Regions from separate parts of the Ovis aries genome. Here region 1 is linked to region 2. The links are chromatin contacts, called in public Hi-C maps. All regions are on one chromosome and are shown on one strand. Each heading gives the region's core, a stretch centred on a gene start, on an enhancer-like site or on the middle of the called end of the contact. The rest is flanking DNA. Distances are from core to core; before and after follow the strand shown. Region 1 overlaps TFEC (transcription factor EC). Region 2 overlaps TFEC (transcription factor EC).

Region 1 (6,547 bases), core at 3,417-5,916, 330 kb after region 2:
AAGATTAAAGGGAAATTACAGTTATTTTTTTCACTCTCAATTTCAGAAACGTGGAAATGAATGCCTTCCTTTGGAGAGTGAAGCTCTATTAGTACTGACATCTAATAGTAATTTTCTTGGGCCGTGGGGTAAATAATCCATGTGAGAGAGTTCACAGCCTTCCCTCAGTCCACTCAGAGTGTCAAAGAGGTTCCCAGTTCTCACTTGTAAAGATAAAGGGCAATGCTTAGAATCATAGAGTAATGTGGACTTCCATTTGTAGCTACTAGGTAGGTCCTTATTCTTTAGTATTTTAATGGCTTTGACCTCCATTTGTTATTTGTATATATTCTGATTCTGAATCTTATTTTCCCCAGTTGGCCTCATTTCCTTTTTTTGTGTTAGAATTCTTTACTTCTCTTCTCTCTAGAACATAAAGCCCCATAACAGCAGGGATCTTGTCTCATTTACTACATTGCAAACTGCGGCCATTCCAGACATATAGCAGATGCTCAATAAACATTAATTGAGTGAGTGAGTGAATGGATGAGGCACTGGAGAGAAATGGAAATGGCAGAGGTCAAGAGAGGAGAAGTTGGACAAGATTGGGGTTTGGGGGACTTGTGGACAGAGCAGATGGAGGTCTGAGGAAAACAGGCAGGACAGAAGAGGGAATTCTTAAAATAAGTATTGCTGGAGCAATGTACTTTGATTTTGTAGCAATATATTTTTTAAATATTTAAGTAAACCTTGATTTTTTTTTTAGCTTACAGCTCCTGAGCTGTTTCTTCTACTGTTGTAGTTTTTAGAAATGACCAAATGAATTCCATCAAACTTAGTAAAATTCTCACTTAATTTTCATGGCTTATAGAGATCTCACTTAATTCATTTTGTTATTTACCATTTTAAGGCACAAATTAGATAGACAGAATGAGATGGTGGTGGTGGTGAGGCAAGCCAAGCAAAATCTGGTAATGTCATCCTAAGGACTTCACAGTTTCTCTTGCTCTGCCTCCACATAACCTCTGGTCATGTAAGTGACATCCTGCCTAAGAAAGATGCTCCCAAATGATGCCCCTGTCTCATCTCACAGGCCAACAGAAACCCCAACTTTCATAAACAATTGCCTGGCTAAAAGACTCTGAGTTCTAAATGACTATTCATTTATGCGGTCTTTGCCATTCAACAACTCAATGGTCATTTCTTTTCTTCCTGTATCAGAACACTGATTTTGCTCTGGATGGTCATGTGTCCAGTACTCAGAGTATGAATTATGATCAGATAAGTCAACTCTAGCTACTGTTTTTTTCTTCTCATGTGAAGGAGCATGTGAATTAGTTCTAGCTAATGAAATGGAAGGGTAGGTAGGTCTGCTGGGGCCTCTGGGGATTTTTCTCCTTATTAAGAAAGTAAAATAACCTTTTGCCCTCTCTCTGCTCTGTATCTTGGATGCTATTATGTGAAGGAGGGGTGCTTGAATGGAAGGACAAACCTGAGAATGGAATGCAACGCAGAGAGGATAACAGAGCATAGAGATTAAAAACAGCTTGTTTTGAGCCAAATTTGGACTAGCCTATGTCCGGTCTTTAAGTTGATCTTAGCTGTGTTTTTAGTTATTTACAGCCAAAAGCTCATCCTTCACTAGCAATCTAAACTTGGTATGCCCCTCAGTCCTGTTTACCCCAGATATCTAGATTTTTCTGGCCTCATTTGGAAACTTGATACCCATTCTTCTTTGTGAATTTCCTAATTTGGCTCTTTTCCTTCCTACACTCCTTAACTTTACCTCTGGGCTCTCTAAAATTCAACTTCTATGAACTGCAAACTACCTTGTACTCTCAAGAGCTTCATCTTGCTCCAACTGATCCCTGGTTATCCCTCAAAGTCTTTCAAGCAGAGGCCAGCTACTTTTTCTCCCATATGGGAGTTCTGCAATGCCAGTGGAGTAGGTATCTTCCTCATTCCTCATTGTTATTTCTGATGCCAAAAGCTCAGCCTCTCTGTACACCAATGCAAAACTGAATCTCAGAGATAGAGTTTGGGGTAAAGAATAGCTTTATTGTTTGGCCATGCAAAGGGGGACAAGTGAGCTCTTGCCTTCGAAAGCTAGGTTTCACAACCTTGGGGAATCTGATGGAGTTTTATAGCAAAAATGGGGTTTATATGGGGTTGCCAGGAGTGGGGGAGCCTGGTGGGCTGCTGTCTATGGGGTCGCACAGTCTGACATGACTGAAGTGACTTAGCAGCAGCAGCTGACAAGATTAGGGTCTCTGCAGGGCCTCAGATGGTTGGTCTCCAATCTTTAAGAGCTTCTCTGGTCCCTTTAATGTTGCCTCACGTGATTTCTTGGCTGCTTCTCCTCTGATTAGCAACTGTCCGAATCTGCCTTTTGGAATTCAGAGAAGACTGGAGTCTTGCCTACAACAAATGGGGCATAAGAAGACTTCTGTGCCCAGGAGCCCCTCATGATCCTTCTTGGTTTCATGTCAATTCCTTTTTGTTTCCTCAGTCACAGTTCTTTAAAATGTATCTAGTACATGGCTACAGACTTTACCATCTATTTCTATCCTTAGATGCCATGTTCTATCAAATCCAGCACACTCCTTCATTTTTTAACATGACTTTAGCCTCTGGCTCATTCTTCTCTCTGCTGATTTCCCTATTGTTATTCTCAATGGTGGTGGTGTTTAGTTGCTAAGGCTTGTCTGACTCTTTGAATCCCATGGACGGCAGCATGCCAGGCTTCCTGTCCTTCACTATTTCCCAGTTTACTCAAACTCATGTCCATTGAGTTGGTGATGCCATCTTCTGTTGCCCCCTTCTCCTCCTGCCCTCAATCTTTCCCAGCAACAGGGTCTTTTCCAGTGAGTCGGCTCTTCACATCTGGCCAAACTACTGGAGTTTCAGCTTCACCATCAGTCCTTCCAATGAATATTCTGGGTTGATTTCCTTTAGGATGGACTGGTTTGATCTCCTTGCAGTCCAAGGGACTCTCAAGAGTCTTCTCCAACACCACAGTTCCAAAGTATCAGTTCTTTGGTTTGCAGCCTTCTCTATGGTCCAACTCTCACATTTGTACATGACTACTGGAAAAACCATGCTAAGTCACTTCAGTTGTGTCTGACTCTTTGCAACCCTATGGACTGCCAGGCTCCTCTGTCCACGGGATTCTCCAGGCAAGAATACTGGAATGGGTTGCCATTTCCTCCTCCAGCATCTTCCCAACCCAGGGATTGAACCTGCATCTCCTGCTACCCTTGCATTGCAGGCAGATTTTTACCACTGAGCCACCAGGGGAAGCCCATACCTTTAAGTATGTGGACCTTTGTCAGCAAAGTGATGGCTCTGCTTTTTACTATGCTCTCTAGGTTTATCATTGCTTTTCTTCCAAGGAGTAAGTGTCTTTTAATCTCATAGCTGCAGCTACCATCCACAGTGATTTTAGAGCCCAAGAAAATAAAATCTGCCACTGTTTCTACTTTTCCCCCATCTATTTGCCATGAAATGATGGGACCAGATGCCATTCAAATGTTTTTTGAATGTTGTTTTAAGCCAGCTTTTCACTTTCCTCTTTCGCCCTAATCGAGAGGCTGTTTAGTTCCTCTTCATTTTCTGCTATTAGGGTGATATCATTTCCATGTCTGAGTTTGTTCTCTCTCCCAGTGATCTTGATTCCAGCTTGTAATTCATCCAGCCTGGCATTTCACATGATGTACTCTGCATATAAGTTAAAAAAAAGAGAGTGACAATATACAGCCTTGACGTACTCCTTTACCAATTTTGAAGTTACTGTTCTTGGTGACTTCAATATATTTGTAGATGTCCAACCCACACTCAGGCCTGTTATTTCCTAGACTCCTCAAATCCAACAATCTTTCCTCTGTTCTATTCAGTGTAACTGTGAGAGAGAGGATCAGTGGGACTTAGCCAGGTCTCTAGACTCCTAACTCCAGCCCTCCTTTGAACTATGCCATGATGCTTTCAAAGTTAGTCACTACTTGAGAATGTCAATTCAAATGTTTCTGCATTCAATGGCGGGCTCTAGTAAAGATACTTGGGTACAAGTTGTTTGTGTTATTGTTTGAAGGTCAAGATATCCTGGGGAAAAGTATCACTGAAGAAAAATCAATAGTCTCCTTTAAAAATGTCAGCATAAAATGCCATTCAAAACAATATGAAAGGTTAATGATGTCTTGAGGGTTTCAAAATACATTATCAGATTAAATAGAAGCTACAATGACATGTTGTCAGCCCATGAAGAGGCAAAATACTTAGTTAAAGCTATTTAAACATCTAGTAAATACATGAAAAAAACTCTCATTAATCAAGCAAGAATGTGTTTTAGGTTGTTTGCTCAAAACACACGCATGTACCCCAGTGAGTCCTTTCATGTATATGAATATCTAGTTCAACGTTAAGAGTTCTCACTGAGCACTCAAATTGGGAGAAGTCAGGGCGGGGCAGGACGTATCTAACGAGAATGTGTGGTAAAGTGCTATTTTATGGAGGCACTGATAGAGTCATAAGTTTTCTGAGGAATTAAGTGAACAGCCAGAAGACAAGTTCAGATGTGCCAGGGCATCTTAAGACAAAGGCTTAATGCTCATCTTGGGCTGTGGTGTCTCTTTGGTAACCATGGTGACGTTGGATGAGCTTAAACACTGCGTGTTGAAAATTCCTTAAGAATGAGTCAGTAATGAATCTCTTGACTTCGGTGAAACTGGGCTGAAATACTTCAAAGTCAGATTTGGAAATCTGTGCTTGAAGACTTCAGAGTCACAGAAGCTTCAGCTAGAGTTGATTAAAGGAAAAACAACCTTCAGCCCCTCATTTAAAAAAGAAAAAAATTAAATAAAAAGGACACCATACTGTAAAGTATGATGACTAGTTTCTTGAGCAACTTGTATTTCTTAAAGGGACTGGATAACAAAAATGCACTGATTTCTTAAAATTACAACTGTATTCAAAAGTTAAGAGCAAAATCCTTCTGTTTAGAGATGAATACATGTGTGCTCAGTCGTGTCCAACCCTTGGAAACAATCTGGACTGCAGCCCGCCAGGCTCCTCTGTCCATGGGATTCTCCAGGCAAGATTATGGGAGTGGGTTGCCATTTCCTACTCCAGGGAATCTTCTCAACCCAGGGATCAAACTTGCATCTCCCGCATTGGTAGGAGGATTCTTTACCACTGAGCCACCTGGGAAGCCCTTAAAAGATGAATAGGATATGCAAATTCTGTGGATGAGTTCATGATTAGTCATTCTAATATGTCTGATTCTTCCAATAAGGATGCTAAATGTATTACTTCAATATACTCCACCAACTGATGTGTCAAAATCTTCTTTCGAACTTCCTGGGTCTCAGGAAAGAAATATCTCCCTTCTCTTTCTGCATCTAACATTGCTGTTCTCAAGTACTCACTGCTGAACAGGTGAATAAGAGGGGAAAGGCATTTATTTTCTTACTGTCTGTGGTACCTTTATTGTGTGGTTCATATTCCAGTATCCTGTCCCTCCTATCTAGTCCCTCTCAGGCTAAGGGTCTCTCAACTGCTAATTATCAATACACAGACATGTTAGTCAAATGCCTGCTATACTGAGTACAAAAAGGGGATAAGCTATATATTTGAAAAATATAACTTAAATGGGATTTGGATGATAGAAATTTCCATTTATTGACCCCATAGGCAGTTAAGTAGGCCAAAAGGTTATTCTTCATATCTATTTTTGAAGGAAAAAATGTACACATTCAGATAGAAATATTACTTTCTTATCTTTTCCCCATTGCAAGGGGAGGATTTAATGCTGGCACCTGTATCAAGTAAGCCATTATTTAGAATTGAAGTCAGTGCAGAAAATAAAGTGATGACTATATAAAGTGGGGTGACCATATCCTAAGTGCTAGAGGAAAAGAAAATCTTATAAATCTAGTAACCATCTTACTCTCTTGTTAAGTGCTTAAAGGGCAAAGTATTTGAAAACCCTTTTGCTAAAAAAAAAAAAAAAAAGTGATAAACAATGAAAATGGTGCACATTCTCTTGCATTACATTTCATTACAGTTCATTCTATTGTATTACAAGGCCAAAGTAAAACTAAGTCAGGGTAATGAATCAAAACAAAGATTCTATATTCCTCAGGCAAAGTAGTTTCCTCTTCCAGGAAATCATGCAATCAGTATCTCAGGTAGCGAGAGATGGATTTAACCAAATTTCTTGAGCTTCTCCATCTCCAAAACAGCCTGCTTCAATCTCAGCTCCAGGAGAGGAGAGGCTGCGCAGGCAGACCTGTGAAGAGTAGTTCTGTTAACTGCAGAGAAACTGTTTCAGTTTATTCTCACTTAGCCATGTTTGGGAAAATTAAGCTGTTAAACTTCACAGAAAAAATGCAATGGAAATATATCTTTTGCCATTTGAGACAAAGGTAAACTAGAGAAAGCATAAAGTGATACTTATAGACAATGATGGATATCTGTGACATTAGCATTTAAAATTATATGTAGGATTATATTACTTCTTGGATAAGGTGATGTGTTCAACTCACTTCTTCATGGCTAAGGAAAGCATAATGCA
Region 2 (6,870 bases), core at 2,580-5,079:
ACTGCAGCCCACCAGGCTCCTCCGTCCATGGGATTTTCTAGGCAAGAGTACTGGAGTGGGGTGCCATATGTATCTCTAGGCTCTTTCAAACTCTAGTACCCTGTAAGATATCTTAAGCATTGGATATGTATGCCAGCCAACTCCATTTTGAAGCTTGGAATATGTCTACCCAATAAACTAGTAAATAAAACAGTTGTTAGTTGGAGGAGTATTGTTATTCTTTTGCTTAAAAAAAAACCTGATGTTATAAGTTTTAACAAAAACTAAGATAGAATTTTAATGATTTGTAGTAACGCTGTCTAATATATATCTGCTTTGCTTAATATTGAGATGGCCTAAAAGTTTGAGTCTTTCTCTACTATCTTATGAACTTTTTTGCCAACCCAATACTTGAAACTATAATGTAGCTAGTGAGACTGAGAAACTAAATTTTAATTTTAAGTGGCTCACTGGTAAAGAATCTGCCTGCCACTGCAGGAGACACAGGTTTGATCCCTGGGTTGGGAAAACCTCCTGGAAAAGGAAATAGGAATCTGCTCCAGTATTTTTAGATCTTCCCTGTAGTTCAAAGGGTAAAGAATCTGCCTGCAATGTAGGAGGCCTGGGTTCAATCTTTGGGTTGGCAAGATCCTCTGGAGAAGGGCATGGTAACCCACTCTAGTATTTTTGCCTGGAAAATCCAAGCAGAGGAGCCTGGTGGGCTACAACCCATGGGTTTGCAAAAGAGTTGGACATGACTTAGTGATGAAACAACAAAAAATAACAAGTTTTAATTTAAATTTAAATAGTCACATATGACTAGTGGTTGCCATCTTAGACCATATAAATTTACAGAGTGTAGGAAATATGGGAACTTCTTGATAAATTTAAAGTGACGTTCACCAATATACTTAAATTGGTGTTTTGTATGCTGATTGACTATATGTGACTCTTGTTATTTCATATTCACCACTCCCATTTTTTTGCGGGGGGCAGGGGCAGATTTCACTATACAAGTGCTTTAGGACTGATTCCATAATTGAATTCTCTCTCATGGTTTCAGCTATGTAAGTTTGATTTAATAGAATTAAGGTAAAGCGAAGATTTTTTTTTTTTCCTTCTGGTTCACAACAAGGAAGAAAACATGCAAAAACAGAGAACACTTTGTAACAATTAGTAAGCATGAATTTCAATGCCCAACCCCTATAATTCTTTTTCTAAGCTAATTTTTTTGTGTTTGAAAATTCAGTTTAAAGAAAAAGCTCAGGAGTCCCATGAGATATTGAAATGTATGCTTTTCTTTTTATTATAGTGTCTGCAAAGAAAAATGGACAGTTTTTAAAAATGTTGATTAACTTAAATTTTAGCTTTCTTGAATTCTACTCTGAAAATACTAAAGGATTTTGAATAGAAACTTCATCCCATTTTATTCATTCCAAATTATTTATTGTTAGGTATACTTTCTCTTGTGCTCTTGCAGTTAAAATTTAATCTACTCATCTAACTCTTTCACTAGTGTATAATATCTTGATTTCTATGGCATCATAGAACATATTTTAATTTAACCACTATTGCCAGATAAACAACTCCTCCAACAACACACAAACACCCAAACATACAGACATACATATACACGTGCATATTCAATTGCTCAGTCGTGTCTGACTCTTTTCCATCAGATAGGCAGGCTCCTCTGTTCATGGGATTTCCCAGGCAAGAATACTGGAGAAGGTTGCCATTTCCTCCTCCAGGGGATCTTCCCAGCTCAGGGATTGAACCCACATCTCTAGCGTCTCCTGCATTGGCTGGCAGATTCTTTATCACCAAGCCACCTGGGAAGCCCCATGTATTACACATACATATTCACAAACACACACATACATATATACACTCATACACACATTTTTCTAAGACTTAGGATGACTGGGAGCAACTTGTGTGTGTTAGGCGCTCAGTCGTGCCCAACTCTTTGCGACCCCATGGACTGCAATCCACCAGGTTCCTCTGTCCATGAGATCTTCCAGGCAAGGATACTGGAGTGGGTTGCCATTTCCTTCTCCAGGGGATCTTCCCAACCCAGGAATTGAACCTGGATCTCCTGCACTGCAGGCAAATTCTTTACCGACTGAGCTACAAGGGAGCAACTTACTATATTGTTATTGAAAGGACCTCTCTAACAAGGTGCATATGCATGGGACGATTTGCTCCAAAGTAAGTAGAAAAATGATATGTGACTTATAAAAATTGGTTGTAATATCTATAATGAGTTTATGTTTTTCATCCCTAAGTCTGCCCTATCCCAAATTTCCCCCTTATTATAAAATTACTGTGCAAAAAACCCACATTGCTACTCCCATTTGTATGCCAAATATTCAGAACTCACCTTGTCACTCCCATGTGTATGTACTTTGAGCATTTAAAAATGCAAAACTCTTGTATTTTTCTGCCATCCAATCAGTCTAGCACTTATCTAGAGTAACAACAGGTCAAAGCTCAACTAAATGTATTTTTTGCAACATTATAAAAAATAATGTTTTTAATAATGATCACAAAGCACTACAAAACCCAGAACTGGCTTCTGAAATGAAGGTTGAACTTAACTTATGAAAAATTAAGCATTATAAATGTGATTTGATTTCAATTTCTTAGAAAATGGTAAGCTTCTATAAATTTCCTTAACTGTGTACACACTTATAATGTATGTTTTCAGAATGTATGATTAGACAGAATGTCCTATTCTGCAATCATTTTGGAAAAAAGGGAAGTTCCATGCATCTACTTTTACTTTACTACAGGAAGCATGATATGAATTATCTCTGCTCTCTGGCTTATCACATTTTGAAAGTCGTTTTATTAGCATGAACATTGCTATTCTATTTTCATCAGAGTGGCAGATGAAAACTCCTTAGTAACAAGTATTTCCATATGGAATATTGCTGTGATTGCATATTCTGCTTATTTATTCCATTCAGCCATTTAGATACTTACATTTGTTATTAAATTAAAAATATTTGTGACATATTTTTCTTTTACAGATCCTGCTTAAGTTATTAAATCCCTTGGTCCTAGATCAGTTTAGCTAGTTTTTTATCATAAATGCCCAGTAGATGGCAGTCTATGCACTAACATTCACAGAACACCATCCTCTTAAACCGTACTTGTTAAAAATATGCATTTTGGAAATTTTGATGAAGTTTCACATAATGAAGCTGAAACTCAGCTTTAAGCTACCTCCTGATTCATTTTTGGCCATTGAAGACCAATATAAATGGAACATATACCTGCTTTTTTGTTTCATTTTGTTTGAAAACAATTTTGATGTAAAAAAACAAGAGATATTATTAAATTAAAAGGTCCACAAAAACTGGAATGATAAAGTTAATAAGCAAATTTTCTGAGTTCTCTTGATTTGTTAGAAAGGATCAGACTAGAGGATGTGATTCCAGATCAAGATGCTCTCCTTTTGAATGTCACCAGCAGCATACCACCTGATGCCCTATCTGTTGAAGACACAATTCATAGGTAATTGTAGGAAGAGTTATTCATATTAAATACTGAAAATTGGCTTGCATAGGGTTTCAATATGATTTAATAAAAGGGAAATTTGAAAAGAGAGAGAAATGATAATGGAATGTTTTCTCCTAAAGGAATAGGAATTTCCAGGGGGGCCTTTGCCTTAGGGGCTGTTCTTGTCTATCTCAAAATACTTGGGCAAGATAAAGAACCTATCCCAGTCCACTGGAGAGCAGAGAGGAAGAATCATTGTTTCTAGGAGTCAATGCTTTCAGAGCATCTGCTGTGAGTTTTGTTGGAGATAAGCAGATATGAGGCTGCTGGAGGTGATGAGGTAGCTGCAGCTGGTGGTGAGGGTCCAAGGAAGGTCAAGAAGGAATCTTTCCTGGCCAAATGATTAGGAAGGTACTAGGTGAGGCAGACTGTATGGAACCCAAGAGGGTGTGCCCTGATGTGGAAGAGTAGTAGAAAATCAGGGAAGGTGAGAAAAGATGTATCAGGTGTAAGTCTTCACACATGATGTTTGCTTGACTTCTAATGCTCTTCTCCCCTCTACTTTTCACTGGATGTTATCTTGTCAGTCTTCATGTCTCAGCCTTACAGTCAGTATTTCTTCAGTAAATGAATGAATGGATGAACATGCAGAAAAAATTAACGTTCTGGTCCCAAGAGTTTGAAAGTACAGCAGAGGCAGCAACTATAGCCTTGGTAACAGTAACAGGGCAGAGCTGTTCCATGGGAAGGGTAGCAAGCTCTTGTCACCCTGAGAAAGCCACAGAGATTCTATAAGGAGATGTGATAAGGTCAGGTTGAGAGCTTAAGAAGAGATCAAAGGAATTCCATGTGCCAGTTTTTATCCAAAAAAATTGAAAGCAGGGTTTTGAAGAGATATTTTTATACTCATGTTCATAGTAGCATTTTTCACAATAGACAAAAGATGGAAGTGATCCAAATGTCCGTTGACACACGAGTGGATAAACAACACCTGGTATGTGCCAAAGAATATTATTCAGCCTTAAAAAGGAAGTAAATTCTGACACATATTATAACATGGATGAAACTTGAGAACATTATACTAATGAAATAAGCCAGTCACAAAAAGACAAATACTGTTTGATTCCATTGAAATGAAGTATCTAGAGTAGTCAAGCTCACAGAAACAGAAAGTAAAATGGTGATTGTGGGGGGCTGGGGAAGGGTCAAATGAGAAATTGTTGCTTAATGGGTACATAATTCAGTTTTCAGGGTGACAGATTCTAGAAATTGGAAGCAGGGCAATGTGAATACGCTTAATGTTATTGAACTGTACACTTAAAATTTGTGAAGAAGGTAATTTTATGTGAATTTTATCATAATTTTAAGAGTGTTAAAAAAAGAGAGGATGGTGCAGGGTAGATTGCTTCACCCAGCATCTGCATCTTTGTTTTGCTTGGGGCTGAGATAGTTCAGCCTTGTTGAAACCATTGAGATTTAAGCATTTATAGCACAATACTCATGCCACCTATGCTCTAGTTGAGCCTTGACTCTATGACCCTGCCTTCTTGAATTTCAGTTTTGTTAACTAGGTTCTTGCTTCCCTTAAAAAGCATAGGCCTAATGTCTCTAGGGCTGGGGTTTGCTTTATTCTTTCCATCCCTTCTTTTCTTAAACCTAATTCTTGCCCAGAAGTGGAGCCTGACCTTGAGACCCTGACTTCCTGCCAATTGACTTCCTTAAAAAGATGCTCCAGCTAGGGTGACCAACCACCAAGGGTAGCCCAGACTGTCTCTGTCTTAGCACTGCAACCCCCATATCCTGGGAAACTCCTTGGTCCTGAGCAATCCTGCATGTAACTATCTTCAGTCTGTTGGTGTGTTCTTTGGCATTGGACCCTCCAGTACCTGTCCAATAGCCCTTAATGGAGGCAAGCGTGAGCCTGGCCCGAGTACCAGCTGCACAACCTAGAGTGAGAGGCAGTGAAAGAGCCATATATAAAGCAACTTGATACAAAAGAACACAAAAGAGGAGGAAAAGCTTAAGTGTTTGAAAGGTGGGAAAGTCGCTTCAGCCGTGTCTGACTCTTTGAGATCCCATGGACTGTAGCCCTCCAGGCTCCTCTGTCTGTGGGAATTCGCCAAGTAAGAATACTGGAGTGGGTTGCCATGCCCTCCTCCAAGGAATGTTCCCGACCCAGGGATCAAACCATAATCTCTTATGTCTCTTCTGTATTGGCAGGCGGGTTCTTTACCACTAGTGCCATTTGTAAAGTACTAAAGTTCAAAACTGAGAAGCCAAGAAGAAGATAATTGGTGCTAAGAGATAATGTTTAAGAACTGTGTTGAGATTTTGATATCAATTAACTCATTGAATCCTTACAGCCTTATAATATATATATATATAGTATAGGTCCTGATCTCTTTCATAATTCCTATTTTATAAAAATTATTTTGACTTAAAAAGAAAAAGGCCCTCCTCTTTGCTCATTCAACTCCATGCTTTTTGCCTTATGAGAAGAGACAGAACCAAGACCTAGATTTTGAGATTTTACTTGGGATGGTAAGAGTTTACCACTTCCGTGGGAAAAATGTATTAGTTATACTTGCTTAAATGAATTATTTATAAGCCTGCATTTTGTTATCAGGTTGGTAATTCTTTTTGTTATTTTGCTAAAGAACCTCAATCAGGTACTATGAAATCAGAAATGACCAGACTTGGGTGGACCACTCAACCATGTGCCTCATGCCACAAATATTCCTTGCACAGCTCTGATGTCAGTCCTTCCTGGAAACCAAATCTTATATTATGGCCCTGGAACTTGGTCTATTTGTTATCTCGAAAGTCGGGTCTTACAAAGGCTCAACCTCATAGAAGTTAGTTTGTTTAGAGTCCAATTCCTGTTGATGGATGCAGGAGTTGCCAGAGATTTCATTCTCTTTTCAGGTTCAGACTTAAAAGAATATATAGTCATTTCAGATTTCCAGTAACTTTCTGTTTCCTACAAAGTTAGAGTTTGAGTGATAATATTGTGGTGCTGATAGAAAAACAAGGATAGATTCACTTTCTCTTGCTTGGCTTTCTTGACCAGGACAGAGTTTTTGAAACAGCTTACTGGGGTGGGGATGGGGGAACATACCTGGCCATAGGACCCAGGGTGAAGCCCTAGGTAGTATTTGTGAGTCTGGCCTCATCAATGGTGGCTCTGACCACTAAGTCAGAGATTAGCAAACTATAGCCACAGGCTCACTTCAGCCTGCTGCCTATTTTTTCCCAATAAAATAGAGTTTTATTGGAACACAGCCAGTGTGTGGAATGGCAAAGTTGACTAGTTGTGACAAAGACCGTATGTCCTACAAAGCCTCAAAATATTTACTCTCTGGTCCAGAAAAAGTTTGCCAACCT

The links. A called contact is a pair of places that touch in the nucleus more often than the background predicts.
Region 1: a contact with region 2 is called in a Hi-C map of blood, with 5 times the contacts expected there. The contact joins two enhancer-like sites. A contact is called at or near these places in 9 of 16 Hi-C or Micro-C datasets (blood, hypothalamus, liver and 5 more).

What each region holds. Positions count from the first base shown.
Region 1 is chr4:53,645,060-53,651,606 of ARS-UI_Ramb_v3.0, forward strand. All of the region lies in intron 2 of TFEC (transcription factor EC), which reads left to right. Among named protein-coding and RNA genes, the nearest start is that of TES, 68 kb to the right of the region's middle. Within about 2 kb of position 4,667, at least 8 of the 54 cell types and tissues checked have an H3K27ac peak or open chromatin away from gene starts, as enhancers often do.
Region 2 is chr4:53,313,627-53,320,496 of ARS-UI_Ramb_v3.0, forward strand. The region is part of intron 1 of TFEC (transcription factor EC); the gene reads left to right. Among named protein-coding and RNA genes, the nearest start is that of CAV1, 59 kb to the right of the region's middle. Within about 2 kb of position 3,830, at least 2 of the 54 cell types and tissues checked have an H3K27ac peak or open chromatin away from gene starts, as enhancers often do.